Linked DNA regions of Zea mays: region 2 is linked to region 1. A link is a contact called in public Hi-C data. All regions are on one chromosome and are shown on one strand. Each heading gives the region's core, a stretch centred on a gene start, on an enhancer-like site or on the middle of the called end of the contact. The rest is flanking DNA. Distances are from core to core; before and after follow the strand shown.

Region 1 (7,353 bases), core at 1,034-3,533:
TATAGTTGAACTCAATCCGGTCGTAGAGGTCCCTCGTTGTGATATCCATAAGCGGCTCACATCCTATACATGATGATCGCCACGGTCGAGTGTCACACCCGGGTTTTAGGGATCCGGACGTGAACATAATCACTAGGTGTTCTGGGATCAAGTCTCACGCATATGATAAATCATGGTACAGAAACAAATGTTACAACTTTACTATATAATAAGAGTTATGTACAAAATAAATAAATAAATAATTACATCAAAAGGAGATAACGATCTAGCAACCTAAAGTTGACTGGGAGACGACGGCCAAGACCTCTCACGAACACATCGCAGCATCCTCCATGCGCCTCATCCTACGGTACATGTTCTTTACCTATGGGGTGTGAGACAGCAAGGGTGAGCTCACATATGTTCATTGCTCAACAATTTGTGGGGAATAATGTATATGAACTCACCAAAGGTGAGAGTTAATGTGAAGTGTAAGGCTGATCAATAATAGGGGTTAAAGCAGAGCGTTGCTTTTAATAAGTTGGTCAAATTTCATTAGCAGTTACTAAATGGTAAATACCAAACCATAATAATAATAGAACAAAATTAATAGTAAATCACATGCAATGCAAATGACAAATTGAATTTAGTTCCATAATTTAATCATGCGAGAGTCCAGAGCTACTCATGACCGCAAACACGGCTAGTATACCAGTTTTACACTCTGCAGAGGTTGTACCCTGTACCCACAAGTCGTGTATCCCATGTCACCAGGGTTAGCTAGACCCTTAGACACGACCGAGGTGAATGCCTAGGGATCCACTACGAGGCCTTTACAAAGTTCCACTAGATTTAGAAAACCCGCTACTGTTTCTAGGAAGAGCAATGCAGGAATCCCCCGTCTAACCGCCATCGCTACAAAATTAACATGGGAACCTCCCTACACGCCTACTCCCCTACTGCCCTTGCCCCTATTGGGTAAGGTAGTCCTCCACTACCTTTCCTAGTTAGTCAGCCAAGGACGTCTCATTTCACCCTTGTGGTGGCACGTGTTTTTCAAGTTAAGCTTCATGTTCCAATTAAAATAATGATCTTGTCATGAACAATAAATAAAATAACAGTATAATTGGAACTTGAGCATAATGTAATATTAAACCCAAAACCATATAGAGCAATAGCAAAACTACCCAAATAGTTCAGGGGTAAACAAGGTAACAAGATAACCAAACTAGGGTGACCTATTGGGTCCCATCAAAATTAAGCCTATACATGAATAAGTGATAATAAAGAACATTATTGGGTAATAAAAGTGGTCAAAGGCACAACTTGCCTGGGTCTTGAGATTCCAGGTACCAGGATGATCTTCAGATTCTCGTGACCTCACTCTAGTCGTAGCAATACAAACAAACATGGTATAGACAAAATTAACATCACATCAAACATAAGAAAAACTGCATAATAATAATCTACGCGTTGCTACGAGATCGTGGGTTCGCGAAACACTAAAATCAGGTTACGGTTAAAGAATTATGATTTATGGTAGATCTATGTGGTTTAAATATTAAATTATATTATAAATTGGTTAGTGTATATCATATGTGAGACTATTCTATAAATGATTAACTCAACCTTAATCTTAATTATAACTTTACTAGAGATCATATTTTAATCAAATTATAATTATGGAGAGGTTAACTTCGATTAGAGGAGTTAATCTATTAAACATAGGCTAGACAAATTTCTAATAATAAAAGTATGGGGTGTGATAAATGTTAGTGTCATACTGTATAGATAACATTATTATGAATCTAACGCAATTTGAACGGATCAAATCGGAGTTACAATTGTCTAGTTATGAATTTCTGAAGTTATTTAGTACCTAGAATAGAGTAATTCAAGTGAATAATTTTAATTCAAGTTTCATGGGTAAACAAAGGTACTAAGTGATAAACAATATTAAAACAAAATTAATGCTACTGGAATGAATCAATTTGGAGTTAAAATGATCAAGATATGAATTATCTAAGTTTTTATCCATTTTTATATACCTTTTTATGCATAAAATAAACTTCAGGGGTGAGTTTGTAAAGACCAGGGACCTGCTTGTGATCAGTTTTAACAGAAAAGGATAGCGGGCAATAAATCAAATAAACGTAGGGTCTCTTTTGTAAACCAACCACGCCGAAGGGATATCTTTGATTCCCAGCCGTCAGATAAAAAACCGAGGGCCTAGATTTTAACCTAGCTCAATCGAACGGGTATGTATTATGAGCCCCACAATCCCATATCGACGATCGCGATCCAATACCCCAGCCATTAAATCCTATCCGCACCTCGCCCGATCGACGCCCAGATCTGCTCACGCGAAGGGGGTATGCTACTTCTAATCATTTCCCTCCATTTCAGATCCCACGACCAGGACCCCGTCACCACCCATCTGCCTGCCCCAGCGGTGGCGCAATGAGCTCACGGCAGCGTAGCTTGCCGGAGACAGCCGATTAGGCGCCCCGGTGCTCCAAGTAATTCGCTGAAGCACGCATAGTGATGCGGAGATTACAGAGAACATGCGAATGGTTAATTTACTAGCGATCGTGTAGAGGCGGGGATCAATTTTGATGCTTAGCGGCAAAGGGGTAGAATCCCGAGCTCGGCCCGAATTCACCCTCCTCAGGTCACTTTCGCACCCCCAATCCGAACACCACAACCACCCGCGTGATCCGACAAAGCTTCACTGCCAGATCCCCAGGGCTCGACGCCGAGGTACCTCGGTTTCAGACGGCGGCACCCCTTCCTGCTCGCAAGGGACGTTTCGTGTTTTCTTTTCTATTTTCTGATTTTTCTTTCCTATTTCAAATTCAACTCAAACTTCAAGTTCGAATTTCCAAATTTTTAAAACGTGTAGAAAAGTCTAATATGAGATAATCCTCTGTTCTCCCTTTTTTATCATTATTATTATGAGTATTTTCTTTATTATCTTACTTGCAACAAGGTTAGTTCACTTAATCCAAAGTGTCATTTTCCCTATTCAAATTTCTATTTTACTCTCATTCACCTATTTTATAACTAAATTGAAATGTTCACTTCAAAACCTCAACATGATATGCGTATGCATAAAGTAATCTATCTATTTAGTTACTTTATTTTGATTACTATTTATTTCTTTCCTCATTTTCTATTTGATATTTTATTTAAAATTTTGAGATCAAATTATGATACCTTATTCCAATAGGATGTATCACCATAATTGTAACCAAGAAATGCATCTCCTCATTATTTATCTAGTGGCTACTTAACTAAATTAATATTTATTAATTGATTATGAATAGGAAAGGTCCTAGTAATTTTTCCCAAGGCTTTCAAAAGTTTTAGAAATACTATCATAAATATCTACTTCTTTATTTTATTATTTAATGATACATATATATATTTTTCTTTCTGCCAATTTTAGGTCTTACATTGAGTCTCAGAGGAGAAAGGCGGGTTTGTATATGAGGCACATGTGGGTGAAAGGAACATGGAAGCCTAAGAAAAAGACACAATATAAAACTAAAAAAAGTTCGATGGCCAGCTTATGTCCGACGGTCTGTCGTGACAGCCATCGAAGATAAGCTTATTTTTGAGCAGTGACGAGATATCACAGCATGCGGTCGGACATAAGATTATGTTCGACGACTATTAGAGCAGGCCATCAGACATAAGCTTATGTTTAACGGCTGTCGGTCGGAAGTGGCCCACACTGTTCCATTCTCTCTGCTCACTCACGCTCATGCCCCGAGACACATGGATACACTCGCACTCGCTCCGCCGCCACTGACCCTGCCCGCCATCGGTCGTGTTGGTCACTTGTTCTCAAATGCTGTGAATCAAAAACAAGGCAACACAATCATTAAAGATTAAAGACTTTCGTCCTCCGAAGCATTGTTTCCTCTTGGATTCAATGATCATCGGATCAAGGTCTTAAAGTACATGCCTTCATCATGTTATCAATAGATTAAAATACACAAATATCAATATAAAAGATACAAGTTATTAATTCATCGATGATTAAATTCCATAAGGTAAATATGAATATTAATAGAATTCATATTACAATGATACCTTCGGCTTGCTCGAAGGTGAAGACACGAGAGGGCAATTAGAATACATCGTGAACAGTATGGTGCTACTGTTTCTATTTATAGACACGGGACACAGTCTGGGTAAAATTACATTCATGACCCTCAACATCTATTTATTGGCATAACTTAAATTACTAAGGTTTATCTAGTCTTTTCATCCTTTGCTCGATTTAAACCGAAGTTGATGGTAGCTTCGGCACTTGGCATCGTTGCTTATAAGCGAGGTCTTCGTCTTGAGAACCTTCGGCAGAAGGAGAGAAGACTTCAGTATTACTTTGCTGAAGGTGTTTTTGTCTTGAGGGCCTTCGGCGGAGAAGAAGACCCCCAACAGTAGCCCCTTCGTGGTGATATATCGTTTTTTTAATAACGAGCTCGATCCACAAAAAACACGAAGGCTTTGGAATGCTGAATATGGCAGAACCACCCAGATTATTCCAGCTTAAGTGCCCGAGTCACGCCTTGAAGGCGACAATACACTTAAATCAGAATAACCCATCAGTTCTTCGGATCTAGTCCGATAGAGCCACTTACCAAGTATCGAGTACCATTAGCTCACCCGATGGTGAGACTCAGAGAGAATGCAATAAACATGAAACCACAAGTTTAAGTACTTAAGTTATTACATAAAACGGAGTTTGACAAAGATAACAATGTTCTTAACATTGCAGCGGATAATAAATAACGTTGATAACGAGGAATAGGGCAAGGCCTGGCCCACTACTCCTCTTGGTCCTCTCCTACCGGCTAGACTTACCCGGTGTGAGGAGTCTACTCCTCTACCTCTAGACCATAAAGTTGTTTGGCTGAGGGGATTGGTTTGCCAAAAGCACTAGCTGAGTCTAAAACAAATTTTAGCTTTTCAAGTTCTATCATATCCATTTTACACTAGGTTTGCTCCTTTCTAAGCATACATGGTAACAATCATTTAGTGCAATCAACATGTTATCTCCAGAACCTTATTTCGCTTCTTACTCGATGCAGTACAAGGGGTCAAACAGTCTCATTAGCTGCGAGAAGCAGATAATTTGAATCGAGTTTTAACCTTGCAAGGTAAACCTAAACACACGACATGTAGTGGCACTCCGTCCCCACACATATCAGCCGTCCCCATCGATTCCCCGGCAACAGATCAGGGCTCATGGCCTTGGCATACAGTGCTCTATTGACCTCGGTCGCTGCCGTGCAATATCCACATTTGTACCCACCATCGCTAGCATGGGAGACTCTGTCTCAGGTCCAGTGAGGAGGAAAGACTGCGGGCAGGTTCAATCAGGTACTAGGCTTATCGGTTACCATAATCCCGACATGTGTCTAGTACGTTCAAATGCTTGACTCAGGTATGCGCACATGAGTCCTTAATTCCATTCTCGTCTCATAGACAAGGCATCCACCCAGGATCCATGCCCATAGACCATCATAGATCCTGTTACCAAAATGGATACAACCAATTCCTAACCTCGCGCGAGTGCTAGAAAAATCACTCGACTTCTACCGAGATCCCTAATTAGCAAAGCAGCTACTCGACCTAGCATACTAGTATCCATCTCAAAGGAATCCTGAATTCATGCAATTAGGGTTTCAAGTAATTTCTACACTTAAATGCACGATACAAGCCTACAAACATTAAGTGCAGTAAAATAGCATATATAATGGTTATGCATAAACCGGGCTTGCCTTCAAATGCGGGTGCGGCGGGAAGTTCTTCGGCGATGCGGGAGCTGGTTCCCGGGCTTCTTTCTGCTATGTCTCTTGCTCCTGGATCAAGACGTACTCTCTGTCCGTGAGATTGCAATGTAATGAATGCAAGTGCATGAGCATGAATGCAACATATATATATATATATATATATATATATATATCCCTGGTGCATACTATAATTCAAAGAATTCTCTCATCTTTTATTTTTAAGGCCTTTTATGGGGTAGGTTGAACTGCGCTTCTATTCTAGAAATTCCTAAAACTCCTATAAAAATTACAGTGGCCTATTATTGACATACTTAAGCTCCTCTAAAAATTTGGGGTCTAAAGTGTAAGCGGTTAACCCTGTAAAAAAATGACAAGGTCTTGGGCAGAGAGGGCACTTTGAACTACAACCCTTGTGTAGAAGTGGCTTCTGCCCTATAGCTTATTTTTGCTGATGTTTATGGGTAATATCATGCTTCTGCGCCAAATTGTGAACAAGGAAACCTAATGGTTATTTAATGGCAATTTTCTAAAGTTTGGGAGCTTAGCGGGTGCTTTCTACTAACACTCCTTTTGAAAAATGTCAAACAACAGATTTCCTAATTTGTCTAGTTTCTTCTTTGCGCAAGAGTAATCATTCCCAAAGTTGGTCATTTTTTACTCATAGGGGATGGGTTGTATGATTTCCTAAATTTTTCTAACTTTCTCATGGGACAAGGGGTGGAGCATATTCTACTGTGTAACTACCTTATTTTTACATTTTTCCCCCATAGCTCATGTCTCAAATGTAACACCCCTGGTGTTACCAAAACTAAAACTTTGGCATGACATCATTTGCACTAGCATTTCATTAGGTATGATACACCTAGAGTGCATCCACTAGGTAAAAATTTCAAAACAAGTTGTGATGTGATGTCTCGAATTGATCCTTAACCCTAGGGTAGGGTTCTTACCCAAGGACTAGAAGCATGTGGGTGTGTGAGATAGCAATTTGATTATGAACTCAAAGGTTAGTGAAGATGTTCAAAAGAGACTAAACTTAGAGTGTTGGAGTGGCACATAAACCCTAGAACACTCAAACCCTAATAAGGACCCCAGAAACCCTAATTAGTGCCTTATGAGGTGATTCCAATTTTTATGCACTTTTGGACCAAAGTGCATATATCAAAGTGGTAGAGTAACAAAAATAGGCAACCTTTATATTTGGAGATTTCCATGTTTTATGGAACAAATTGGAGTAAATTGCAAAAAGGTCCCAAAGGCACCCAAATGCTTAACTCCGAAAAATAGTGATATGGTGCTGACTTTTGATCCCTGTATCTCTTGGTCCATGGGGATTTTGTCGTGGGGCACTACAAAAAATTTGTAGATCTATTAAAGTAGTCCAAGTTTTATTAAGGGAGGGAGCCCTAGAGTTGTTCGAAAATTAGAGCAAAATGGCCTGGAAGTTGGGATGTCAGTCGGGGGTTGGCCTGAAGGTTAGACTAATGGTGGCATTAGATCAACTTGAGAGCTGAATTGTGCTTGATCGAGTGGAGGTATGAACAAGAACCCTATAAAAAATTAAAGTTGA
Region 2 (6,333 bases), core at 1,085-3,584, 160 kb before region 1:
TATCTAAGAAACTAAAAGAATCACTGAGCCATGAAAAAAACCATAGGTTTCAAGAACTTGACCTGTGTAGAAGATCTTATCCCATCTCTGTTCCAAGAGTGCGGTTGTTTCTGGAACGCTTCCCTCCACAACTTTAATACAGGAGTTGTCAACATACTCGGGTAGCAGCTTTGCTAACAGTGACGAGGTAGCTGGCGCTATTTCTGATGGCTTCAGAACAACAGCATTTCCAGCAGCGATTGCTCCAATGACTGGGTCGATAGAGAGTACTACAGTGGACAAGTACAGGTAATTAGTACCCTCTCTTTTTTCTTCTTCTTTTGACTCGTCGAGGAAAAGTCTATCAGGCCAAAGCATCGATTGTTCTTTTGAACACGAGCTATGAATGAATGTTCAGATGTTGACTTGAAGCCAATTATGACTTGTGACGTGCCTGAAAAAGACTGGTGCATCGCGTACAGCTTGCTTTGTGGAGAAGTAAAGATAGTGAGATATGACAACAATATAGCACACCCTCAACCTCAAGCATGGGGCACGAAAGCATACGAAATTAATGGCAGGATCTTCTAGGCTCCAACTCCATCACGCAACAACAAACTGTTTAACAACTACCTTACTCAACAGATTTTGCAAGTGTTTTTAGGAGAGCCATCTGTTGAACAGATTCTGTTCCTATTTTTCGAATTAAAAACCAGAGATAGTCCAGCCTAGCAAGCTAGAAGAAGAAGAAAAAAAAATTGTACAGTTTAGAATGAACTTACTGAAAGGGTAGTTCCAGGCTGAGATGATGAGCACGACGCCGAGGGGCTCCGGCACGATTTGGGCGGAGGACGGGAATGTAGTTATGGCCGCAGGTACCTGAGCACGAATCCCAAAAGGTTAGCACCGGGCCAGATAAACAGTGGCAGCAGGAGGAGAAACAAATTTATCTCTCCTGGAAGCTCCAGTTGCAGAGGTGGATAATAAATAAAATACCTTCTCGGGCTTCATCCAGTTCTTGAGCCCCTTGAGCGCAAACTTGCACGACGACTTTGTAAGTGATATCTGAGGCACCAACACAACACAGGAGAAGCAGCACGCGGTCCTCAGTTGCTCGTACCAGACAAGGATGAAATTAATCTTGATGTGACTACTGAGAACTAAACAATCTTGCCACTGCATGGTACAAGATTTGACAAATGCTGCTAGCAAGTAAACATGTGTGTTTTGTACTAGTGCTAGCTGAATTGAAGTACGTATATAGCGAGCAAAGTGTGGTAAATTTTGCGGAAGCGGAAGACCGGGGAGACCGTGGAAGCAAACACCACCAAGAAACCAATTTACACGCAACGCTACCCTTTGCAGAGTCCCCACAGCAGCTGGCCAGTTGAGTTGAGGGCGTGTTCATAAGAAACTGACTACCCAGCTTTTCCCAATTCACAACAGCAGCCCTGCCCCCTTGTCAGAAGAACAGGGCCAGGGCACGTTGGCTCCTTGCCCATGGACGAGGGGAAGGAATCACGTCGGAATTCCCCCCCATGGAACTCGTCACAGGAACATGGGCATCAGCGGTTCCGCGAGAGCGCGTGCGAGTCCAACAAACATTAAAACCCGAGGAATCGGAAAGTACAACTAGCAAGTAGTACAGTAATAACTCACCTCGTGGAGGAAGGACTCCATATGCGGCTTGGCGAGGTCCTCGTGGAGCGCGGCGCTGATCTCGGCTTCCTTCTCGTCGATCATCCGGATGAGCCCCTTGAGCTGCGCCGCCCGCCACTCGGCCGGGCGCGTCTGCCCCGCCGCGAAGCTCGCGCGCAGCTCCCGCACCGTCTCCTCCGCCATCCCCGCCTTCCTTCCTTCCTTCCTTCCTGCCTTCCTCCGGGTCCCGGTAACAGGAGAGCACAGCAACAACAAGAGAAGCGGACGCGAAAGGGGAGTCCGGTGGCGGTAGGAGCGAGGCCTGCGGCGGCGGCGGCCGTGTGTATGTATATACACACGCACACGTTCACCGGATTGCCCTAGGAATTGGATTGGACTGTTTGTTTGGGTTGAAAAGTTCTCTCTCGCTTGCGGGGCCGCGAGCAATCACTTGTTGATGTCGGACCTTGTTGGAGAAGATAAATTGCCAGGAAGTAGTACTCAAGGAGGGAGAAGAACCGGCAGAAGAGGTTCAATTATTAAAAATAGAAATGAAAAACTAATAATCTTTTTCAGCGGGAGCGGTGGCAGCACTAGCAGGGAGAAGGGCATGTCGTGACGTGCGGCGGGCGATGGGGTCTGTTTGGACTTGGGAGATTCCTTTTGATATTTTCCTTCCCCCTTCCTCGCCATCGCCCATCGGTCTGAGTGGACTGCTAGTACAATTCTAGAATGGCGAAGGCGACGGACGCCTTTCGTCGGAAGGGAAACGAAGGACGCAGGGGATGACGTGGGTTTCCTCACCGCCTGTGAAAACATCGTCACCTTTCACTGTCACCTCTCTCTCGGTTTCGATGGCGTTTCAGATTTATCTTGTCCGTAACAGCAATACACAAGGTACTCACTCATTCTAGAATAAGTATATGATTATTACAGGATGCGTGCTGTTTAATTTTTTAACTTTGACTAATTTTTTAAATAATACATTTATACCTCTAAATAAATTTATTATAGAAAATAATGGTTGATCTAATAATATATTAGTTATATACTATAAATAAATAAAACTTAATAATATTTGCCTAGAATGACTTTTTTTATATAGAGGGAGTAGGATAAAACATGGTTGAATAGCGAGTGTGTGGATGTGGATTAAACAAGTCGGTTGTGGGGCCTGCCGCCTACGTAATGGTGACAGTAGCGTTCATGTTATGGCCCTGTTTGGCACAGTTTATTTTCAGCTTCTTCACAAATTTAAGCAGAACTTCTCTCAAACAGCTAGCTTCTGCAGCAGCTTATGTTGTCATACGTGTGGCTTATGTGCAGCATGTGACCCGGTAAAACGACACACGCGAAACAAGATATCAGATATGTACTCCTGTTAGCCTAAATTATACTCAATGCAATCTTTTTTATTTATCCTGGTTTAGTTCAAAACTGAACTAGCGGATGATAAATATTCGAAAATAGAAATAAACTAGCTTATTGAAGCTTTGATTAACGGCTCTAGAACCGCTAAACCTACATTACACGCAATAGTACCCAGAATTACTACCAGAAAAATATATAAAAGATCGTTGGGCCACACGGGTTCCCCATAATAATTATGTCCCATCCCTTTAGCTAATTTTGCTCTTAATACAGGATCATTTAAGTCAGGTTTCTTTGTTATTGGGATAGGTGAATTATTTAGGATCCATCCCCCAAAGGAACCGGACATGAGAATTTTTCATCATCCGGCTCGAGCAAGAACGAAAGAAATAAGACCGTGGAGGATCCATAATAGAATAGGGGTATATAATGACTCAATGACTCAAGGTAAGAAAAACTTTATCAAATTATCTTTTCCGAAGTTGCGCCTATAACTACTCATTGAAAAGAATCCTATTCTTATCCTTAAATGCTCAATATCCAAGTGGGCTTACAAATTTGATCATGATCAATTGCTTTGTGGATTGTCTCTTGATTAGTTGTTGTTTATCCCCTTGATATCGCAAGTTTCTTATGTCCAAACAAAGTATTTACTTGTTACTAATAAAAAATCAAAAAGTTTAGCCTGTGTTCTTCCTTAGGTCCCTTCTTTTACTCCGATAGTATTGCGGATCAAAATCGATGCAAAGAAAATGAATGCATTTCCATACTATAATAAAAAGTAAGTGTAATAAAAATTGAATTGGATCATATCACATGACTTATTCCATTTATACTCTATAGGATCTTACGGAGCCTGTTCATGGATTACATGGTTGGTGGGGTATGATCATAGAAAATATTCTCCTCGAGTGAACCAGTCTATCCTTCCTAGATAGGGGACTTACGTGTTGATTGGATGCGGAAACACCTTTGGTCGTGAATTCTAATGTGGCAGATCCAATTCTCTATCTGCATGGCCAAATTAATAATTCAAGTCACACACTCCCATAATCCGCCTTATTTTCTTTCGTAAAATTCATTTCAACTATTTGTATAAAAATACTTCGAAGTTGAAGAGAAGTATCCAAATGACATGTCTTATTTTACAATAACCCATGTTTGTAGCAATGAAATACCACAACCTACCCGATATGATATATGAGAATTAGAATTCTCTATGCTATGCCTTCCCTATAACGGACCCGAAATACCTTGCTTACGTATCATTGGAAAGTGCATTAACATAAATATGGCAGTAAGCAGAGGTAGTACAAAGGTATGTAAACTATAAAAACGAGTCAAAGTGGATTGGCCCACACTAGCACTTCCACGTAATAATTCCACTAAAGGGGACCTTATTACCGGAATAGCTTCGGGTACACATGTAACAATTTTGACTGCCCAATAACCAATTTGATCCCAAGGCAAAGAATAACCAGTTACACCAAATGATGCAGTCAATACAGCCAAAACCACACCTGTGACCCAAGTTAATTCACGGGGTTTTTTAAATCCACCTGTGAGATACACACGAAATACGTGCAGGATCATCATTAGAACCATCATACTTGCTGACCATCGATGAACCGATCGGATTAACCAACCAAATTTGGCCTCCGTCATTATATATTGAATGGAGGAAAAAGCCTCTGTAACGGTCGGTCGGTAGTAAAAAGTCATAGCAAAACCGGTAGCGACTTGTACTAGAAAACAAGTAAGTGTAATTCCCCCTAAACAATAAAATATGTTGACATGAGGAGGAACATATTTACTAGTTATATCATCCGCAATTGCCTGAATCTCAAGACGTTCTTCAAACCAATCATATACTTTATTGAGATAGGTAACTAGCCCGACTCCCCCTTCGAGAACCGTATATGAAAATTTCATCTTGTACGGCTCAAGCAGAAATACACAAATGTTTCTACGGATATTAGAAAAAAGGTTCAAAACTCCATCAGCCACGGTATTGGATCGATTTGCCTTGAAGATATGAAATAAGAAAAATCCACAATTTCTTCTTTGTGATAATAATGCCAAAAAATCTCAAGTTGGCTCATCTGTCTTTCTTTCCCTTATGTTGATCATTAGAGGCCTCTTGACTTTCATGTTCCCTATTTTTTATTGATTTTATTTTTTGACTAGTCAAAAAATAAAATCAAAATTTCTAGTGGTTTTCTGATAGAAATTATCTTGTTGCGATCCTATGAATCAGTTCAATTAAAACCTTACATTCATACTAGAGCCACGATGATTGAGTCTCAAGATAAACAAAAGGCAAGGGTTCTTCGAATAAGAACTGCTTGATGATCATTTATTGAAAGAGAAAAGAGTTCTCTTTTGGGCAAACAAAATTGGAAGGAAGAAAATTTATTTTTTTATTAAGAACTACTTCATTTTTTTAAGTCTGGTTGCGAGGTATAAATAGTGAGTATGAATCATAGTTCCTTTTTTATCCACTCTATGTATTTCGTGTTCCAGATACTAGAATAAATAATATCTGATGAATTAGAATCATCTTGATAAAGATAACATGCCCCTTCTATGTATTATCAATAGGATCAATTCTAACAAGTCACACACTCATATTCCAGAGATACCAAAACAAAAAAATCCACGGTCGAACTACCAAAATGTCTAGAAATGTGGAGCTTAAAGTAGAAAGGCTTTTTTTGGATGGAAAAACTATGAAGTCATAGTTTTAGTTAGTAGAAACCTAATTCGTTAAAATTCCGTCCAGTAAAACAGAAGAATTATAAATTTCTAAAACTATAGATAGGAATATCGCGAATAAAGCCATTGCGACCCCCATAAAAGGAGTAGTCCGCCAACCCGGAGCAACTTTCCCATATTCCGAATTCAAGGGTTTCAATAAACTACCTGCGCCAGTCCGTTTTGGCTTAGGTCTAGAACTATCTTCAACGGTTTGTGTAGCCATAAATTCTATTTAATCATTGGTGTTGACTTTGTATACTATTCCGTTGTAGTTGTAAATACACGATCTTTTCATAGATCCATTGTAATCTTGAAATTCTATAAAAATGGAAACATCAACTTTAGTCGCCATCTCCATATTTGGTTTACTTGTAAGCTTTACTAGGTATGCCTTATATACCGCGTTTGGGCAACCCTCTCAACAATTAAGAGATCCATTCGAAGAACATCGGGACTAATTGAAGTAAGAAGTCAAGTAAGAAGTCTCCCCTCCGGGGGACTTCTTACTTCAATTAAATTATTTCATTTCTTAGTCGGAACCTTAGGTGGTTCTCGGAAGAAGATAGCGAAAAAAATATCCCTAAAGTC

The links. A called contact is a pair of places that touch in the nucleus more often than the background predicts.
Region 2: a contact with region 1 is called in a Hi-C map of endosperm, with 5 times the contacts expected there. The contact joins the promoter of LOC100281700 here to the enhancer-like site in region 1. A contact is called at or near these places in 2 of 25 Hi-C or Micro-C datasets (bundle sheath and endosperm).

Annotation. Positions count from the first base shown.
Region 1 is chr4:214,437,846-214,445,198 of Zm-B73-REFERENCE-NAM-5.0, reverse strand. No RefSeq gene overlaps it. Among protein-coding and RNA genes, the nearest start is that of LOC103654578, 10 kb to the right of the region's middle. Within about 2 kb of position 2,283, at least 20 of the 20 cell types and tissues checked have an H3K27ac peak or open chromatin away from gene starts, as enhancers often do. A contact at or near this core is called in bundle sheath and endosperm, where this site is marked.
Region 2 is chr4:214,600,625-214,606,957 of Zm-B73-REFERENCE-NAM-5.0, reverse strand. LOC100281700 (aldehyde dehydrogenase, dimeric NADP-preferring) reads right to left here and starts at 2,334. Exons shown (of 10, transcript NM_001368082.1): 1 at 1,639-2,334; 2 at 976-1,044; 3 at 762-858; 4 at 63-269. The coding sequence starts at 1,821.